Regions from separate parts of the Arachis hypogaea genome. Here region 2 is linked to region 1. A link is a contact called in public Hi-C data. All regions are on one chromosome and are shown on one strand. The core of a region is the stretch at or near the end of the contact, and the rest is flanking DNA. Distances in the headings are between cores, read along the strand shown.

Region 1 (5,305 bases), core at 1,455-3,954:
AAAATTTAATCACTACTAAATATTATTAAGGTCTAAATAATAAAAACAGAGTACTACTTGAATGGCCAACATTACAAACAAGTAAAGTCATCAAATTTCATTATAAATTACATTCTTAAACCTTAAGATGATTGCAGGAACAATAAAACTGTTTAGGCAGGCAGAACTTGCAGCACATGTCTTCCAGAACCTCATTGTTCTCCTCTACTTATTTTAAAGTGACACCAAATACCTAATTCAAAAAACATAATCTTAAAAATAATTTTGTTTAAAAAAAAATACAGTATTTTCAGAAGCAAACACAAATAAGAAAAAAAATCAAAAGAATTGAAAGAAAAATACAGCATTTTCACAATCAAATGAATTTTTTTTTATCTATTGCTGTGTTCCTTTCTCAATATCTAATCGCAATGAAAGAAAAATATTATATATATCACATCATTATCCAAAATTTAGACAACCAAACTATGGCAATTCAAAGAGAAAGAAAAAAATAACTAATTTTTCTCATCTTGTCATCCACATCAGTAATAAGATATTTCATATCCCAAATACTTTAGGTACCTGTCTAATTGCAAAACCAACCACACAAATTTAAACCAATTATTATCAACAAGGATTATTAATTTAGGGATTTAGTGATTGAGATAGAGAAAGAAGAACTTGAAAATGTCTCAAACCTTAAATTCCACTTTAGGTCTCAAAAGCTCTCTCTTCTTGCTCGTCGTGTTGTGTAGCCATACTTCGGGAGATAGAGCTTTCAGATTCTGGCCTCCGATTTCGATGCGAGATTCGTATTCGTCTTCAATAGCTAAGATTCTACTCATAGAGTTGCTAATGCAGGAGAAAGAAGACGAGAAATGAAAGTTCTTCTTCTTGTTGTTACTGTTGGGGAAAAGAATAGGACGAGTAGAGTGTGAAATTAAAGAGAAGAAGAAGGGTTTGAAGAATTTGAGAAGAGAGAGCTTCTTCTTGTTGTTGTTAGTGCACCAGAAGAAAATGGGGCTCGTGGAGAATGAAATCGAAGAGAAGAAGAGTTTGTAAAATTTGAGAAAATAATAGTCATAACTATAATTATAATTAGGATCGTTGATTTTATCAAGGTTTGAAATCAAAGACTGGACAGTGTCAATTTTTTTTCTATCAGAGAAAATTCACTCTCACATTACACTGTTGTTGGAGTAGGAGAGGTTCTTCACTGGTGCTGTCATTGTGGGCGTCTTGGTAAAATTATTGGAGGAAAATTCATTAGCATTGAAGGCAAGGAAGGCCATGAAACATTAAAGAAATTGAAGTTGTGCTTGAAGCACTTAATCAAGCAATTCAAGATGGAGTTCACATAATTTCTATTATTTCTATGAAAAGTTTTAGAAGGCTAATTCAACACTTCATTCGTTAAGTATATTGAGAGTTTTGATGCGTTACAATTACTCAGTAAAATTATTAATAACATGGACTTGATGCTAAGTATGTTATTATCTTAATTGGTGATCTTTAATTTAATCAATCTTACAAATTAAAAAAAAAAAAAAAGAAACAAAATAGGGAGCGTCCACACAAAGGATACCAAAGAAAATACTTGGCATGTTAGGAGTCTCAGTGTTTGTTTAGGCGTCATTATTTTGATAAAAAAAATTTCAATAAAAAATTTATTTTTTATTTTTTAGCGTGTTTAGCAAATTTCTAATAGTAAAAGTAAAAGTATTAGAAAAAAAAATATCTTTTTTGAGAAGCTGTAATTTACATCTTTTTTTTTAAAGATTTTTTTTCTTAAAAAAAAGATATTTTTCATGTAATAAATAAACAAAAAAGTATTTTTATATTGTTATATCCAAATATAATTAATAGATAAAAAGAATTTTTTACATGAGATACTAAACATAAAAATTACTTTTACTTTTTTATGAGATCTTTTAAAAAAAGATAACTCAAAAAAAATCTTTTTCTAAAAACTCACCCAAACAAGTTCTTAAGACACAAGAGACATCTCCAATACGGACAAACTCGCGCGTGTCCACCGTGCACCCCTTCCGTACAGTTTTACAACCACACCCTATTCCTTAATATCACTCGTTCAAATTTCTTACAATATATCTGATTGGTCCTAAGTCATGAAAGACTGAAATGCCACAAAAATACAGTGGCATAGATGAAACTATATATATAAGGTGAATTCTCCTATCTCTTTAATTTTGGTACCGAAATTGTCGAAATTATTTTTTATAATAAATTTTAAATATTAAAAAATTATTTATTTTTATATTTTTTAATTTAAATATTAATTTTTATCTCTTTGTAGTAAGTTAGACAAATATATATAGACACCATAACATACACCTATATATAACCTGGGACTGTTTGTCCGATATAAATAAAATCATTCATCTAATTTTTTGTCCAGCATAGAGACAACTTTGTAAATTACTCACCGGTGGCAGTATTGGTGAAATATATAAAATAAAATTATATTTGTAATTAATTAATTATTTACTTATTTATTTATAACAATATTAAAAATATTTTTAAAATTTTTCATTAAGTATAATTACAAATATGTAAGTATTTCTCAATCCGCTCATCTACTTTTTTTTTTTATTTTAATTTAAAAAAAAAAAAAAAGAGGACGTACTACCCGGCCCCTACCCCCTAGATGGTTTTTTCTTTCTTTTCAATTTGGAGGGTAGTTGAATATGGTTCTCAGATACATATTGGGTTAATGGGCCTAAAACTGAAATCCGAACTGTGATAATCAGTTTAAGATATATGACATAATATAGACCATAAACAAAAAATTATACCAAAAACTGGAAAAGAAAGACAATCGGATATGAGCTATGAGCCATATTTGACATTGTCTTGCACAAATCCTCTTTTCTTTTTATAGAGATAAGTTATCCTTTCAAGGCCCAAAATCCTTTCAAGAAGAAACAGTAAGCCTATACGTCTACGTTCTTATGATTATTACGAGCTAATACTCAAATGGATTCTTTAAATTTCACTCATGAATCACTTTAATCTTTCAAAAAAATTTATAGGCCAATTTGTGGAGTTTTTTATTTAAGTTAAATAAATACATAAATTACGGAAACACATAAAAGAGGAAGGAATTACATAAATGCGTAACATTATAGATTTTGACACCTTGTGTTATGATGGTACAACTGTCACAGCACAGAATTTCAGTCACCGAAATATACTTATTTTTCAATTCACCTTTTAGCATCTGAAATATGTAACGTTATACATTTATGTAATTACTTTATATTTTATATATTTTTATAATTTATATATTTATTTAATCTAAATAAAAAAATTTTAATTTGAGTCATGAGTAAAAAATTATAAGCCAATTTAAATCCATTAAAATAATAACATACCAAAAACATGTCGACAAATCGTATTATGACATATAATACTATCATTTATATCAATATACCGCGTATTACTAACAAATACAATATTATTTTATTTTATATGATTAATGTTAAGATGTTAATATAAATAATTTGAGGAGATCGATAACATTAGAGTATTTAAATTGAGACAATTAAAATTTTAATAATTATTTAAAAATTAAAATAAATTTCAGAGTCAATTTAAATATTAATTCTAAGTTTATAGAGAATATTTTAGACCATTTAAAAACCGAAATTTCCTAAAAAAAAGGGATATATTTTCTTTACTAATTTTCGTAAATCTGTATCTTAATAATTGTTGTGTCGTTATAATCTTAGTTTTTCCAACTAAAAACTTAGTCATGTCTATCAATTTCATCAACATTGACTTTAATCTTAATTTTTTATTGACATGGAGGCTGACATGGTTTAGTTTTATTTCTGTAAAAAATGTAAAAAATGAAAACAGAAGAGAGTATGACTTGGCAGTAACTTTTTTTTTTTTAATAGATAAATTAATATAACAGTATTGTTCAGTTATTTTATTGTTCTGAAAATAATGTGAGCCATAAGGTCTGAGAAAATTACAATGCTATTCCTCCTGTGAAATTGAAGAAAATATTATAATTATACTCATTCAAACTAATTTCATTAGTCATTATAATAGTTTTAAGGCAAATTCTATGGTAATTTTTAATTTGGTATTGGACGAACTTATTTTTTAAAATAAATATTAAATATTTAAAAATTATTTATTTTTATATTACGTTTTAAATTTTTTTTAGCAAATTAACTACTACTTCTTAGACATTATAATAATCATCTCATTTTAAGGGCAATGTACTCAAATAAATAAAAGGAGAGAAAGTTTTACGTGATTGTAATAATTGGAACTTTTTTATCTGTATGTCTTTTTTTTTTTTGTTATTATGTAATCTGTGAAAGTTAACCACGGTTTCCTATTTACATGTAAATCGTGGTAGTCTGCAACGGTTTAATAAGGAGAAGTGTTGAAAGTAAACCGTGGTAGGTCACAACGGTTTAGCAAGCAACGAAATATACCTAAAAAACTCTATAGCCAGCCACCGCTTATGAAGGGTTTTTTAAACTCATAAACTCCTGTAGGCTGCCACCGTTTATGAGAAAAATTATTAATGTTCAACAAATTAAATAGTAATGAGCAGAAGGGTTTTGAAAAAGCTTAAACACCATTTGATGTCAACTGCAATACTATGATTAAACCTTATTAGTGGCTAGAAGGCCATATTATACCTGATGTAATTTGTTATGTATTACTCTCGTACTCCAGTGTATATATATATGTACTTGTAAACCAAATACCAATACACAGTCTACCAATCAAGAATTAAACCCTAGCAGAGAAAGAGTACGTACTCCGTACTCAGAGAGAATGAGAGAAGGAGAGAGCGGGAGAGAGCGTTTGAGGGTGAAACACGGTGAAGAAGATGGCCATGCCATCGAAAGAGATAAGGGGGAGAGTGTGGGAGGGTTTGCATCAGGTGTGAAGGAGGGATCAAGTAAGGGCGACCTTAGTTCCAGGCTGACTTCCAAGATTTCGTTCCGTGACAAGGTTATTGGTTCTACGGTAGCCACAGGGATAAATCGGGCTGAAGCTCTAGATGAGGATTCCATGGCAGTGGTCACTGAAAAACAAGGAGATCCTATGCCTCCAAGAGTTTGCTTCTCCGAAGAGGCTAGGAACATCCTTTCTGAACCATACAAGGAAGCAATTGTGATTAAGGTTCTTGGAAAAAACCTTAGTTACACGGCCATGTTTCACAAATTAAAAGGGGTATGGAGGATCACCGGTGGATATGAAATATTGGATGTGGGTTTTGGGTACTTCCTCGTTAAATTTGATCGCATGGACGATCGAGAGAAGGTTTTAC
Region 2 (5,305 bases), core at 1,588-4,087, 72 kb before region 1:
TCTTATCTTATCCTGTTCTTATAAACAAACGCAGGTTAAAATTTAGTAAACAAAATTAAAATTTAAAATTTATATAACCATGATACATACATAACATAAATTAAACTAAAAATATAAAAATAATACAACAACAATAACAACAACAACAACAACATAATAATAATAATAATAATAATAATAATAATAATAATAATAATAATAATATTGGGTTGATAAAATTGAATATTTTTTAAATCTAATTCTGTCTCACTTAAGATTACGCCTTGTTAAAAATTCACCTCGCACTGAATCGGATAATTACCTATTTCAATCTGATAGAGACGAGTCACATACCTGCTAATTCAAGTAATGTTATCATCGGATTGTTTATTTTAATAAATTAAATAAATGTAATAAATACTAAATTAAATAATTTTAAAAGTTATTACCGAAATTTGTTAGCCTCTCTTATCTCGTTTACAATCTCGTTTACACTGTAAATGAGATAATTTTACACGTATCTCGTTTACAGTGTAAACGAGATAGGGCTGGGTGACGGCTATAAATATAACTCGTTAACAGCATTTGACTGGGCCTCAATTTGAACTTTTCAACCACTTTCTCCTCTCTTTTACCCCTTTCTGACCATATTACCGATAAATACGACGATGGCGCGCGCAGCTGGTAACGATAGAGACATCAACATGATGAACGAGACTCGCATTACACCGGGGCAGCTGACTTTGCAGTTAGTTCTGTTGTGTTGAATTTTATGCAATCCCATATAGATATATATGTGTATGTGGCCATGGTTAGGGTAGTCGCCAAGAACTAAAATATAGCTTGTATCCTTAGGAATAGGTCACTGGTAAAAATTTGGAACTCTATTTTATTTCACTTGTGTTAGGTTGTTACTACATAATTATTAGTTTGGAACTCTATTCTTTTTATAATTATGTTTTCTTTATATCAAATATATTAAAACTAACAAAATAATATTTTTCTCAAAAATGTGTAACTAAATATCTAATTATACTCTTAATTATAAATATTTTGAATTTATAAAAAAATATTTATTTAACTTTAATATTTTTTATACTAAAAAGATCTAACTATAACTAAAAACAGTGTAAGAATATAATAAAAAACATTAGAAACCTATTTAAAAATTTAGTGATATTATAAGGACCCTTAAACTTCAAAGAACCAATAAAAGTTTTAAAATTATTTATTGATAATTGTGAATATATATTTTTTCTTCAGAGGCATCGCCTTCTACTGCCCCAACAAGTGAGTCATACCCTTTCTCCACCCGACGCTATTGTCCTGTATTTGAGGGAGGCTGGATTCGGCAACACGGTGCCTCTCAGGGATTTCACATTCGACAATTCCCTGATTACGGCATTCGTGGAGCGATGGCGTCTGGAGACCTACACGTTTCATCTCTCGTGGAGTGAGGTCACTATCACCCTTCAGAACAATGCGTACCACCTAGGACTACGCGTACACGGAAACCCTGTTGGGGGTGCTTCTGTGACTTCGGTAGGTGGTACCAGATGGAGATGTGGTAGTTGGTAGAGCAGCTATTGGGTGCCAGACCTCCGGTGGCTCCACAGCAGGTGGCGCAGAGGAAGGAGTCATTCACACTGAAGTTTGTATGGCTACGGGACTGTGTTTGCCAGATGCCCCTAATGGACGACCCAAAGACCCTCCGACAGTACGCTAGATGCTACATCATGTTACTGATTAGAGGCTATCACAATGAGTAACACGCATCTTCGGGATGCCTTCTCTGTTCTTTTCAATGGCTGCCATCAGCCTCTAGGAGAAGCGGTTTCCAGCAGCTAGCTGTGATTGCACCTCCTTGCACTTTGTGATGAACAACTTCTGCAAACGTTCGTACGTGATACGCACGAAGGCAGAAATTGGCAAGTATCGTGTACCCTTGAGAACTGTATTGATGTACTCCGACAGATTTGTTCTCATGTGACCAAACCACCGACCATTGTCACAGTGTTGCAGCCATATCTCTTTGTTGAAATGATCAGGCCAATTCGCCATCCCCAGGGACACTCCTCTTAACGCATCCATGTACCACTCATACCCAGCCTTGCTTGGATTGTAAGCGGTATTTATAAGGTATCTCTTGCCTTCGGCTGACTTAAAACGAGTCATGAAGTTCGTGGCCATGTGTCTAATACAGTAAGCGTTGAACGCCCGAGGAAGATGTGCCAACTACTATCATCGGCACTGAGTGCACCCTTGATGGCCTACGATCTATCAGAGATAACCAGTAGACCTTCTTGTGGGGTGACATAGTGTCTTAGATTAGTAAGGAAGAACGACCATGACTCGGTACTCTCGGACTCCACAATGACAAAAGCAATAGGCAGGATATTGTTGTTGCTGTCTTGTGCCACCGCAATAAGCAACACCCCACCATATCTACCATACAGATGCGTGCCATTGACGGAAACAAATGGCTTGCAATGCTTGAAAGCCTCAATACAAGATGGAAAAGCCCAAAATACTTTATCAAACATGCTACAGTCGTGGACCAGAAGGTGAACATCATAGTACGGTACGGCCCATAGCTCATAAATAGTTCCCGGGAAACAACTCTGCAACGCTTGAAGTAGTTTCGATGCCTTGTTGTATGACTCCTCCCAATCTCCGTAGATCTAAGCAATTGTCTTCTGCTTCACCATCCACACCTTTCTGTAGGAGAGTTTGAAGTGATAGCTCTATCGGACCGCACCTTGCAGGACAAGGATGCTGACAGAGGAGTTGGACTGTATCAACGGCAAGATGACCTTGCAGATGAGACTGCTATCCAACTGTAGATGGTCCTGAGACATGGTGGGTGTTAAACAAGTGTGCACTCCACCAACCCTTCGGACCTCCTTGACGAAATAAAATAGCCATGTTTCATCCATGGTTCAAAACTACTTAATATATGGCAACCATAAATGAGTAAGTACACCTCAATTAAACTTGAACTCACCAGTATCTGAGATTCTATCGAAGGGCAACACGAAGACTCCATGGACAGCCATTTTCAACTTGACGGCATTGCACATGATACTTTAATCGGTCCGATTCGACCACCCGATACTCAGCACTCCTGCGAATACTGTAGTTCTTCACACCCTGCATCACTGCATCTCAGCATTTGAATCTGTGGCCGACTCGAAACTCTATCCCACCGTCTAGGTTGTAATCCTCTTCTCCCGTGTTGGAAAATGGAGTTCTCTCATGCATGGCGTCAAGATCCATTGTATGATAGTGACTTGGTACATCTGATAGCGCCGAAACTAAGTTAGGGGGGAGGAGACAAAACATAGCGCACCGCTATCTCGGCGGGAGTCTTCGGTACAAACTCCTCCTCATCACCCCTTTCAGAAGAATCACTATCGGCAACGTACTCTTCGTCGAAGTCTTCCTCACCCACCTCCATGTCCTCCATTGGAATGACGACATGAATAGGTGGTGGTGCGAGAGGTCGGTCGTCTGTACCTAGGTCGAGTGTACAGAACCACCACCACCAACATCTCCAACCTCGGCGGAAAGCTCCATCACTTGTTTTACCATGATTCTCCCATGGATGTCGAACATGAGTCGCACATGCTCGTCCCCTACAAGCCAAAATAGTCGAAACCGAAAAACTTCATTACCCGGCAGCGCCAACAACCTATACCCCAGCCTTCTAATCTCCCTCGTTTCTGTGCCACCAAAGTCGCTCAATATCAAACTCTTCAACTCGGACAACGAACTCACACGCTGAGTGCGCAACAGTATCGGATTTTCACACTCAAATATTACTCCATTGTCTCCATTTCTCATACGACAATTGGGTAAACACACACAACTATGTATACACTATTACTGGTCATTGCTGCCTTCTTTATGTGAGAAAAACGAGACAAAAGAAGATATGAAATATATGTGAAGAATGACAAGGGTTACACATCCTTTTATAGCTGTTAAAAAAATTGTCTCACTGTATCTCGTTTATACTGTAAACGAGATATACATGTATCACATCCCCGTGTCTTATCTCGTTTACACTGTAAAGAAATACATGTAAAATTATCTCATTTATAATATAAACGAGATAAGAGAGACTGACAGATTTTGATAATAACTTTTAAAAATATTTAATTCAGTAATTATTACATTTATTTAATTTATTAAAATAAAAAATGCTATTATCATCCCTGGACATGATGTAACTTAGTTTTGAGTCCGTTAAAAATGGATTCAATGAGTATAAATTGTTCCCTAAGTATTCAATGTATAACATTATTATTTTTATTTGACTGGAATAGTCTCTTATTTTCCCAACTTATTTTTCTTTTTTATATTTTTTCTATACTTTAATCCTTATTTCCAAAACAGTGTATCAACACTCAAATCGCTCTCTTGTCTAATTCAGCATCTTATTTCCTCTAATTCTATGTGTACTTGGTAATATTCTGTCATCCATCTTTGTGTGGCTTACCTACAAGAAAAAAAAACAAGATTGAAGTATGAAGATAATTCTATTTGCATATAAACCATTCCACGAATCAATGACACATTAAGTCTTATTCACTAAGACATTAAAATTTAGTACACAAGATTGAAATGTTTCGACTTAAAAATATTAAATGATGTAATTATCAGGAAAAAAAAAAGTAATAATCATGATTTTTGTTTCAAATTTAAAATTTCTTAGTATGGTTTTAAATGAGATGCTATGCAATTTATTATCCAACATATTATGAGATAATATACTTTTTTTATTAATATTTTTATTTTTCTTAATATTTTTTGTTAATAATATTTTAATAATGTTAGGATTTGGTTGAATTAGTCCCACATTGCTTAGGATAGCAAATGGAGTGGGTGGCTTAGACTATTAATATGAGGCTAAGTTCTCCATATTTTTTGCACCAGTCGGAAATACTTAAAGCTTGTATCTGACTTTTCTTTTCCTCTATACTCTTTGATTAGAGAGTGTTGTGAGGTGTAGTTAAATATTTGCTTTGAGAGTGTGGGTGTACTGGGGTGCCGGTGTTAGAGAGAAAGAAGTCTATGTGTTGTAACAATTTTCACATAGTGATATTCTTTGGTTGTCATTTGACAACGGCCGTGGTTTTTTTCTCCAGTAATTGGAGTTTTCACGTTAAATTCTTGTGTTGTGATTGTGTCTATTTTATTTCTCTGTGAAAGGTATTTTTTCAAGGGAGAATGGTGTATTATTCCCAACATGTGGTATCAGAGCTTCGGTTCGGTGGGATTTATTCTTAGTATGCTCTGTGGTTGCAGCCTAGTCTGACCTTCC

Evidence for each region. A called contact is a pair of places that touch in the nucleus more often than the background predicts.
Region 2: a Hi-C map of leaf shows a contact between it and region 1, with 2.3 times the contacts expected there. The contact joins the promoter of LOC112786209 here to the enhancer-like site in region 1. A contact is called at or near these places in 2 of 8 Hi-C or Micro-C datasets (both in leaf).

What each region holds. Positions count from the first base shown.
Region 1 is chr20:117,426,665-117,431,969 of arahy.Tifrunner.gnm2.J5K5, reverse strand. No RefSeq gene overlaps it. Among protein-coding and RNA genes, the nearest start is that of LOC140183175, 7.4 kb to the left of the region's middle. Within about 2 kb of position 2,704, at least 3 of the 3 cell types and tissues checked have open chromatin away from gene starts, as enhancers often do.
Region 2 is chr20:117,499,116-117,504,420 of arahy.Tifrunner.gnm2.J5K5, reverse strand. LOC112786209 reads right to left here and starts at 2,837. Exons shown (of 2, transcript XM_025829613.1): 1 at 2,738-2,837; 2 at 2,250-2,650. The coding sequence starts at 2,837. The coding sequence ends at 2,250.